Linked DNA regions of Sus scrofa: region 1 is linked to region 2. The links are chromatin contacts, called in public HiChIP or PLAC-seq maps. All regions are on one chromosome and are shown on one strand. Each heading gives the region's core, a stretch centred on a gene start, on an enhancer-like site or on the middle of the called end of the contact. The rest is flanking DNA. Distances are from core to core; before and after follow the strand shown.

Region 1 (4,864 bases), core at 369-2,868, 57 kb after region 2:
CCAGGTAGAGCTGTGGGTGGCATTACCGGAAAAACAAATTTAATAAAGAGCGGCGCCAATTTAAAAGGATGAGCTCATTTGAAACTCAAGCTGCAGGGCTGGCGCGGCCCCACTCCTCTCCTGGCCCCCACCTCTCCATTCCGCTAACCCGGGCCCCGAAGGCTCCGCTGTGCTCCCCTCCCAGCCCTCTCCTCCCGGTGGCCCGGGAGAGACGCGCCGAAGCCCCCCGAGGTCCGCTTCCGCGAGAGCCGGGTCCCAGCCGGCTTCTGGTCACCTTGGCCTTGCCGCCGCCCCGCCCCCACTCGGCGCGCCGGTGGGGAAGGGGCTCCGGCCCGGCTGGGGTTCCGGGGGCGCAGGCTCGTGGCCTGGGGGCGAGCGCGGCTCCGAGCGGTGCGTGTGCGAGAGGGAGAGTTGGTGAGTGCGCGCGCGCGCGAGTGTGTGTGTGTCGCTCTCCGTCTCCCGTCTGGGCTCCAGCGCTCTCGCGGGCCCCCCGGTCGCCTCTTTCTCGGTTCTCAGCCCGGGCCCCCACCGAGTTGAGACAGGGCACCTCGTAAAAAGGTGCTTCTGGCCGAGCGGGAGGCGGGGGGACAGGCGGCGGAAAGCCCCCAGCTCCGAATTCTTCTCAATAAAATCGGACAAAAAATTCAGAGAAAAATAGGAGCGCTTGAGAGACGAGCGAGAGGGGACTGAGGTTCGGGAGAGGACCGAGAGAGATGTGCCGTCGTACAGGGGCTGGGGTTGGGGGAGCCCCGAAACCTAAGAGGGGATCATCTGTGTGGGGCCGAGGGGGTGCCCAAAGTGGGGGACTGCGGGGCGAGCTGGGGAGGGGGCTCGAAAGGAGAGTGCGGTTCAGGGAACGCCAGAGGGCGAGAGGTCCTGGGCACGAGGCACGGGAAGGGGTAAGGTCTGGTCAAGGGACAGGAGATGCAGGAATTGGGGGGGGGGTCCCTCACAAAAGGGGTGACGAGAAGGTCAGGGAAAAAGAGGGGACGGGGGCTCTCTAAGGATGGGGGCGGGGGAACTCTGGAGAGAGCTTGGGGAGCCAGAGGAACGAGGGGTGCCCCCAGAGAGCGAGCGAGCCTCGAGGACCCTCGAGGCAGCACGGGGGTACCCCCAGGACTGAGGCTGGGAGGGCAAAGGGTGAATCCCGAACTAGGGGGGGAGGGGAGCGGGCCGTCCCAGGAGCGGGCCGGCGGTGAGAGTTGAAGGTCTGGTGCGTGGAAGTGAACGTGCCGGCGCTGGAGCCCCCGCCGGGCGCCGCCCGCAGGGCTCGGCCTCCCTCCGGACGCCGTCCTGGCCTGAGCAGGGCGAAGGGGGGGAGGGGGACAGAGCCGACTGCTCACCCGAGAGGGTCTCGATGGCGCGGATGGCCCAGTTCTGGTCGGGGTAGTCCACGAAGGCGTAGCCGGACTTGAGCAAGACCTGTCCCGCCAGGGGCAGCTTCCTGTCCCCGAAGAGCTGCCGGAGGTCGTCGGCGGTGACGGCGGGACTCAGGTTCCCGATGTAAAGCTTGTTCATCATCCGTCTCTTCTCCGAGAGCCCGCGGCTCCCCCGGCCCGGTACCCGGCGCTCCTCGCCTCCTCCGCTGCCCTCGTCTCCCCTCCTCCTCCTCCGCCCCCCTCCCCGCCCTCCGCCCGCCCGCCACCCACCCCCACCCTCACCCTCAGCCTGGCTCCCCCACCGCGGCCGGCCCGGCCCGCCCGGGGGCAGAGGCGGAGGCGGGGACTCGGCGCGGCTGCCTCCTCGGGGCAGAGTCCCGGGCCGGGCGGCGGCGCGCGGACAAAGCGCTCTCTCTGCCTCCCTCTCTCTCCCTCTCAAGGCGGTGGCGGGAGGAGGAGCAGCGGCGGGCGGCGGCAGCGCACCCCGCGTGTGTCTGTGTGAGAGTTTGTACGGGCGTGTGCGCAGCCGAGAGTGAGCGAGCGAGCGCCCCCTCCCCGCCCCGCGCCGCTGCGCCCCTCGCCTCGCGCCCCCCGCGCTCCTAGCGCTCCGCGCGGCTACCCAGGCTTCAGCCCCGCGCCGGGCAGGCGGAAGCGGGTCGCGGCCCGGGGCTGGGGCTCCCGGGCGCCAGAACCTCGGGCGGGCGCGGCGCGGAGGCCGGGAGAGCGGCGGGGCGGGGAAGGCGCGCCCCGGGCGCGGGTGGGAGTGCGTGAGGGGGAGCGGCTGGGAGCCGCAGGCGTGGGAGGGCGAGGGGCTGTGCGAGAGCGTGGAAAGGGGTGTGCGCAAGGTGGACCGGATGTGAGGGCGCGGCTGCCGGGCCGGCGGGAAGGTGTGTCTCAGAGGTGAGAAGCGAGGGCAGGCGGGGAGACCACAACTTTCGCGACGAGTTGGCCGAGTCCTGCGCCCTGCGCGTTCCCGGGCGGAGCGCTTGCTCGGAGACCCGCTCCCCGCCCCGCTCTTCGGGGCGACCCGGCGGCGCGTGTGGTCGAGGGAGCGCGGACGAGAGTTGGGAGGTTTGGGGCCCGGGACTGGCCGGGCCCTCACGGACCTTGCACCCCGGGGAAATTGTTCCGGTCCTGGGCCTCAGTTTCCCAGCCCGCGAGGGGAGACAGAAGGCCGGAGTGGGGCCACGTCCCCTCCGCCCGCATCCCGTGCGTCCGGAATCCCGCGGCCGGCGGCAGCCTGACGTTGGCAGCTGCTCTCTATTCTGGGAAGTGCCGAGGGCTTCCCGAGCCGCCGCTGCGAAGCCAGGTGGCGGGGAGGGAGCAGGGGCTGCAGCCGAAGGACCGACTCTCTCTGTTAGGCTGCGAGGCCGGGTTCAGTCCCCCCAGCCGGGGTGGTGGGAAGCAAGGGTGGCTGGAAGCGGAGGAGCTTCGGCGGTGTAGGAGTTCCCCGAGCATTGGGAAGGGCCCGGAGAGGAAAGAGGTCCTTCCAAGCGGAGGAAACAACGTGACCGACGGAAGAGGCAGGGTTGGGATGAGAGCAGCCCGAGCCGAGGGGCTAGGGTAGGAGCCAGACAGGCTAGAGGCCGGTTGCGAGTTCCGGGGCCCGGGTGGAAGTCTGATGGTTAGAGCCTGGTCCTAGCCAGGAAATGAAATTCTACAGGAAAGAAAAAAAAATTGGTAGGATTCATAGGGGAAAGGACAGAAGATGATTCCAAGATCTGGACTTCTGGGGGCCTTAGACGAAATGATGCTTTGACCGGAGAAATGTGGATTTTTATTTTTATTTCAATTTTTTTTTCTTTCTTTTTTTTTTTTTTTTTTTTTTTTTTTTTTTTTTTTTGAGGGCGCTGGGGGCCTCTGGGTGATGTAGCCACACTGTAGGATTGGAACAGGTTCTAGTCTGGCGAGGTCGTGAAGTACTGTCTTTCTCAAGCTCTCCCTTTGACTAGGTGGGTCGAAGGAGCATAGCTTCTTAAAAAAAAATTGACGTTCCCAGACCCCTTCCTTTGGGGAAGACAGACCCTGTGAGCCTGGATTTTGTATTTTCCCTTAACTACGCCCAGGTGATTCTTGTTTAGAAAACTGGCCAGTGAAAGGCCTTTCAGCTTAGGATTCAGATCTCAGCTGTGTTCCCCTATCTTTAAGCCTATGTTTCTTGATCCATAGAGCATAAAGCAACCAACTCTTGGTTGTTGTGCAGGATACGCAAAGGAGAACTGAGTAGTGTGTTGAGACACAGTGGACACACACTTATTGCTTATTTTTTTTCTTTCCCCCAGGAACTCATGAGCTTTAAAATACTTCCTTTTGGGGAGATTTCCTTAAATAATTGCTGTCCAGAGGAGAAAATGTATTTATTCTCACCTAGGTATTTGCAGTTATTTGAATTCTGGCTTTAGCTCAAATATTCACGTATTTCCTCTTTCTAGAATAGGAATTGGATTCTTGGAGTTGGGAATGGACTTTGCCATTGTTCCCCAGACTAATAGATCAGTTAGGTATGGATGCTTCCATACTAAAATACAGTGGAGAATCGCAAGTGAAAACTATTGTTTGTGTATAAACCTCAGCAGACTAGGAATTAATGATTTTCAAATTATTTACACCAATTCCACTAAATTATTGGTCACCTCCATATTGTAGGACAGCATGTTTGTTTATTTCCAGTATTTCAAAGTTGCACATTGTAAAAGAGAAATGAGAGTGACAGGGATAATTATCTCATTCTTCTTTGAAAGTTTAGTAAAACTTTGTTGTATGATATTTTCAGACATGTCAATTTCTTGGTCTCACTGCAGACCTGAAAACATTTTAGCTTGGATTCTCTAGTGGGGAGCAAGTATCTAAAGATTCTTGGCAGAGGTGGCTTCTGGTTAACTCTTCTATCTGCTTCACCAGGTCACTTTCAAACTTTTTTTCTGAAAAAAAAGTGGTCTTTGCTGTAATTTGTGTCTTCTGTCCTGCTGGTGGTTTGTAAATACAGTGCTAGAGACAAGTTTCGATGGGTAAATGTGGTAAGGGACCTGTTTCCAACACACCTCTGATTTGTAGCACTACAGTTCCTTATCCTAGAAGCCAGAGTTGCTTTTTCACATGTTAAAGAAGGGAACAGCCTCCAAATGCAAAACCAGAAATCATTGCCACTGCCTCACAAACTTTATTTTCTACCTATCTTCTCCTGAGTTCCCCTACCTCCTCCTTTCCTAGAGAGATGAAATGGAGATTGATCTGAGCTTAATTTAAGCTTACTAAGCAAAGATTTTATGAATGTTTCACCAATGTCAGAAATTTGGAGTAAGTCTTATATTAGACATAGTACTTTTAAAAGCGTGTATTAACCTTTCCTCAAGAATTTCAAAACAGTGCAGATCTTCATGGTTTTCCAGTGATTCTTTTGGGCAAGATGGTGTTAAGGTGTCTGGGACAAGATTTCCTAATATCACTTTGCAGGTAGGAAAACTGAGGCCCAGGAAAGTGAGCAT
Region 2 (4,567 bases), core at 695-3,194:
TGCATGTTTTTGACAGTATTTGAATAGAGGTCAAATCCCTGGAAGGAGTTTTGCTGTAATAACAGAGATGAGTGTAACGTAACTAGTGTGGGCTGTGTTCTATTTCAGCTACTGCTCTAGGAGAAAGCAGCCTTTGGGAAGGGAAAAAAAAGTTGGGCCATTTGAAATGCACAAAGGCTATGTTTTAAAGTAAAAGCTAACAGATAAATTTTATCCAAATGTTTTAAAGTACATATGACACAGACTGAATTGCACCAGCTCTTCTCACCACCAGACCTTTCCCATCTTATAATGGCAACTTCCTGGTTTCGCCAACATCATAGCAAGACATTTACTTTTTCTTTTCTTTTCTTTTTTTTTTTTGACTTTTGTATTTTTAGGACCGCACCTGAGGCATACGGAGGTTCCCAGGCTAGGGGTCTAATTGGAGCTGTTGCTGCTGGCCTACGCCAGAGCCACAGCAATGCCAGATCTAAGCCTCGTCTTCGATCTACACCACGGCTCACGGCAATGCTGGATCCTTAACCCACTGAGCAAGGCCAGAGATAGAACCCACAACTGGTTCCCAGTCGGATTCATTTCTGCTGCGCCACAACAGGAACTCGACATTTACTTTTTCAAAGGAAGATTTCTTTGCCTAGATTGTGGTTCTCAATCCTGGATGCACATTAGAATCACCTGGGTGGCCAGTCAAACGGCTAAGCCTCCTTCCCACCAAGACTGTAATTTAAATGAGCTAAGATAGAGCCAAGGCATTTGTATTTTTAAAAAGTTCCCCAGCTATTCCAACACGGGCCAGGGCTGACAGTTAATGGTCTATACAGATAGTCAATGGTCTAAACAATAAAGTAAGTTTGTCCTTCCTTCAAGGCTGAATGTCCTCCATGTAATATACAAAAATGATCCCACTTGAATAGGACCCTAGTCATTTAATCATTCCAGATACACCTCCAATATTAAAACTTTTGTATATTAAAGCAACCTAATATTTATGGATATATTCAGCATTATATTCATAATGTAACCATCAGTTTGTGTTTGTTACTATGTCATCTACTTAAGCTACATGCTTGTGTTTATCCCCCTCATTTGATATATTAGGTGATTCCGGACTGCTTATTCTGTCAGTCACTACGCTCAGAGCCTGTGGAGGCTGCAAAGATTAAAAAAAAGTCACTCTTGTAGCTGTATCTGTAACCAAGGAACTTAGAAGGGAGGTAATACAGGCGTGAATAACAACACACGTTAGAATATAAAGTTTATAACAGACATCCAAGATACGCTAGATCACACTTAGCTGTAGAATTCAAAAGTATTTCTGAAATACGTATATCAAAATGTTAATAGAAGTTACCTCTAGGAAGTTCACTAAGGATTTTGTTACTTGTGTTTTTCAGTTTTTTTCTAAGTCTTTTACAAGAGCACGTGATGAAAAACAGTCTCTAAAGAAGACGAAATCAGTTTGAAGAATGGAAAATTGATAGGCAGAGAAGGGCATAAGAAAGGCAAAGCTCCAAGCGCATTTGGTAACGTGAGTAGTCTGTTTGCTATAACTTGGAGTGTAGGGCAGAAAGAGGAGGAGGGAAGGCTGGAGAAATTGGAACGATATTGCAAAACCTTTGAATGCTGGGGTGGGGGTACTTAAAATCAGCAATTGGGAGCCATGGAAGGTTTTTAAATGGTAATTTTTATCATTATAAAAAATATTTTCTCAAAAAACATTATACGTTTATTGTAAAAATAGCTAGCAAAGACTAAAAACCACAAAGCAAATAAAAATCACCAAGAAGAAAACCATTGTTAATATTTTGGCATATTTCCTTTCCATCTTTTCCCTATGTATATAATTATGGAAGATTTTTGAGCAGGAATATGACATCAGCAGGGCTATGCTTTAGGGAGGCTAGGTTACAAGGTGGCCTGTGTACAAAATGCACTTTCTGGGAATGGAATAACAGCTGCAGCTTCCTCTCTCTCACACACACATATGCAGCTTCTCTGCTTATATGCCTGTACCTGCACAAGTCAGGAAAGAATCTGGCTATTTAGGGTAGACCCACAAATACATCCTAAGGGGCAAGTGGCACCTGGAGGGGAAGCCCAAGGCTAAATAAAGCCTAGGGGTGAGGATCCCTAACAGTATTCAGCAAAGCCAGAAAGACCTCAGTGGGGCCAGAGAGAATGTTCTGCAAAGCACCAGCAGGCTTCCAGGAAGCGAGGTCTTATCTCAGGAAGGCGGGAGAAAAGCTTTCCTAGAGACCATCCTCATCTTGCACGACTCCCAGTAGGGAAATGCCTAAAAATAGGTGATTACCACATCTAGTGTGTGATAATCATATTACGATAAAACAGCTCATGGTATGACAATTACTGCCTATTAGCCAGAATTCATGTTGACTCTGAGATCACAGCCTCAAGAAGAGGTTGACCTGTGTCAAAATTCACTGACAGGCTTTACTTGCCAAGTCAGTTCTCAGCTCTCAGCCTTGCCCCCTACTTGAGACAATGGGGCTCTGTGCAGAGCAGAGGCCAAAAACTGGGAGGAAATTTGCATGCCTCCCTCTCCTGCCCCCACGAGGTGTTTATTATTTTGCTTCCAGAGGCCGAGTCCAATGTTTTATTCCTCCCCTTCTTCCCTTTGCTAATTTTAACTCAATTTCAAATTAATATTTTTCAAGAGATAACTTATTTAATTCCCAGCCCCTCCTACCCTTGTTTATGACTTAGAAATGAACGTAAGCACAAAACATCTTGTGATGGCCTCAAAATAGAAAGCAGGTTTAAAGTTTTATTTTTCTGTCCCAAAGCTGCCAAAGCTCTGGGTGTTTTAACTTCTGCTCTACACACAGTTTTCTTCCTCGCTCCTTCCCATCCAGCTATATTTAGTAAAGCCCAAATAAAAGGGATACAGGCAAAGCAAACTTAAATATAGTTTCTTTGAATCAGTAAACTCAAGAGTTAGTCTATATGGCAGCAGCCAAGAAAGTGAAGCTCATATGAACACACATATACTCATGACAGGCACTGTCCTCCAAAGGTGACCACAGCCTTGCCTAATTCACAGGTGGCAGGAGCACCCAGAAAGACAGACACACCATCTCCCCTCCTCCATCACTGACAGCTCCTTTTCCTTCCTGCCCCCCATCTCTGCACCCCTCACCTTCCCTTCTTGCCACCCCCCATCTTGCTCCTCTCCATTTTCTAGCAATCAATGAATCTACACCATCTGCTACCCTCTGCCCACACCTAGAAGGAAAAAAGAAAAACCGAGAAGGGTCAATAGAAATGAAAGAAAGCATGGAGAAGTGCCTGGATGACCAAAGAATTCTAAACCAAGTTGGTTCAGAAGCATACTGCTGTAACTGCTGTACAGTTCATATTTTTGCCTCAGTTGATTTACTTAAAACTGATCTCACGCTTTCATTTGACTGAAGGAAATTCTATGGGGCTTGAGAACAAGGGATTTTGTTTGGGGTTTTCCAATAGAAACAACGAGCCTACAATGACAACAAGGTTTTAGGGGGTAACTTCCTGTCCACGAGGCAGCAAACCTATAAACTCATAGGAACATCCCATAGGAGGTTATGCGATGGGTTTGAGGAACATGGACTGTGGCATGGAAGGGGAATGGCAGCCTTAGCTTTTCCTATAAAAGAAGGACCTGACTGTCCCATGCCTTTCTCCAAACCAAAGGCATAGAACGAGAAGGAAGAAACGCAGAGGTGCTAAGAACCTAACGGCTGGATAGCAAACTCACCCTTTACAATGCTCTCCCCTAAATGCATCTCATGTTTCCATATGTACCCACTCAACCGACTTAATTCCACTATCAACACCTGAGAAAGCTACTATCAAGTCCAGCCTGAAGAGTGATAAAGATAGCACATGCTCTATTTAGACAATATCATCAGAGAAAGCCCATATTTATTTACTACTACATTAAGACCAAAAAAACCCCAAAACTCTACATATTCAAGTATTTTAAGTATAAAATCCTAGAACAAGAGTAGCAAATTATGGCTCATAGGCCAAATCCAGCCTGCCACCTGTTTTTGTACAGCCTGTATGCTAAGGATGTCTTTCACTTTTTAAATGGTTGAAAAAAAAATCAAAAGAAGAATATTATTCTATGATGTGAAAATTATATGAAATTAAAATTTCGGTCCATAAATAACATATTATTGGAATACAGCCATTTCATTCACGTACATATCGCCTGTGGCTGCTTTTGCAGGGTAAGCAGGTATAAAGAAGACACGGCCTACAAAGCCAAAAATATATACTACCTTGCCCCTTTCATAAAAAGTTTGCTAACCGCTGATTTAGAAACATATCTAGGGTGTGAAAAATACCTTTCACTTACTTCATACTTTATAGTTTTTCTCCAGGCCTTTGAGTTGGATAAGCAGGAGTTATTATCTCTTCTCTAGAGATGAGAAAACAAATTTGAAAGTGAACTTACCTAAGGTCATGCTGCTGCTAAGTGGCTAGGTGAGGGCTAGACTCCAGTTCTCTGACCTACATCCAGAGGTCTTCACCTTACACGTCTCCTGGACATTCACCAATG

The links. HiChIP or PLAC-seq counts read pairs in DNA pulled down with a chosen protein or histone mark.
Region 1: a contact with region 2 is called in an H3K27ac HiChIP or PLAC-seq map of skeletal muscle. The contact joins the promoter of IGF2BP2 here to the enhancer-like site in region 2. A contact is called at or near these places in 1 of 5 promoter capture datasets (liver), 5 of 47 Hi-C or Micro-C datasets (adipocytes, embryonic fibroblasts, fetal heart ventricle and 2 more) and 1 of 2 datasets of contacts at active chromatin or transcription factors (skeletal muscle).

The regions. Positions count from the first base shown.
Region 1 is chr13:123,648,432-123,653,295 of Sscrofa11.1, forward strand. IGF2BP2 (insulin-like growth factor 2 mRNA-binding protein 2) reads right to left here and starts at 1,619. Exons shown (of 15, transcript XM_021069998.1): 1 at 1,344-1,619. The coding sequence starts at 1,521.
Region 2 is chr13:123,591,092-123,595,658 of Sscrofa11.1, forward strand. All of the region lies in intron 2 of IGF2BP2 (insulin-like growth factor 2 mRNA-binding protein 2), which reads right to left. Among named protein-coding and RNA genes, the nearest start is that of IGF2BP2, 57 kb to the right of the region's middle. Within about 2 kb of position 1,945, at least 9 of the 83 cell types and tissues checked have an H3K27ac peak or open chromatin away from gene starts, as enhancers often do. A contact at or near this core is called in fetal skeletal muscle and skeletal muscle, where this site is marked.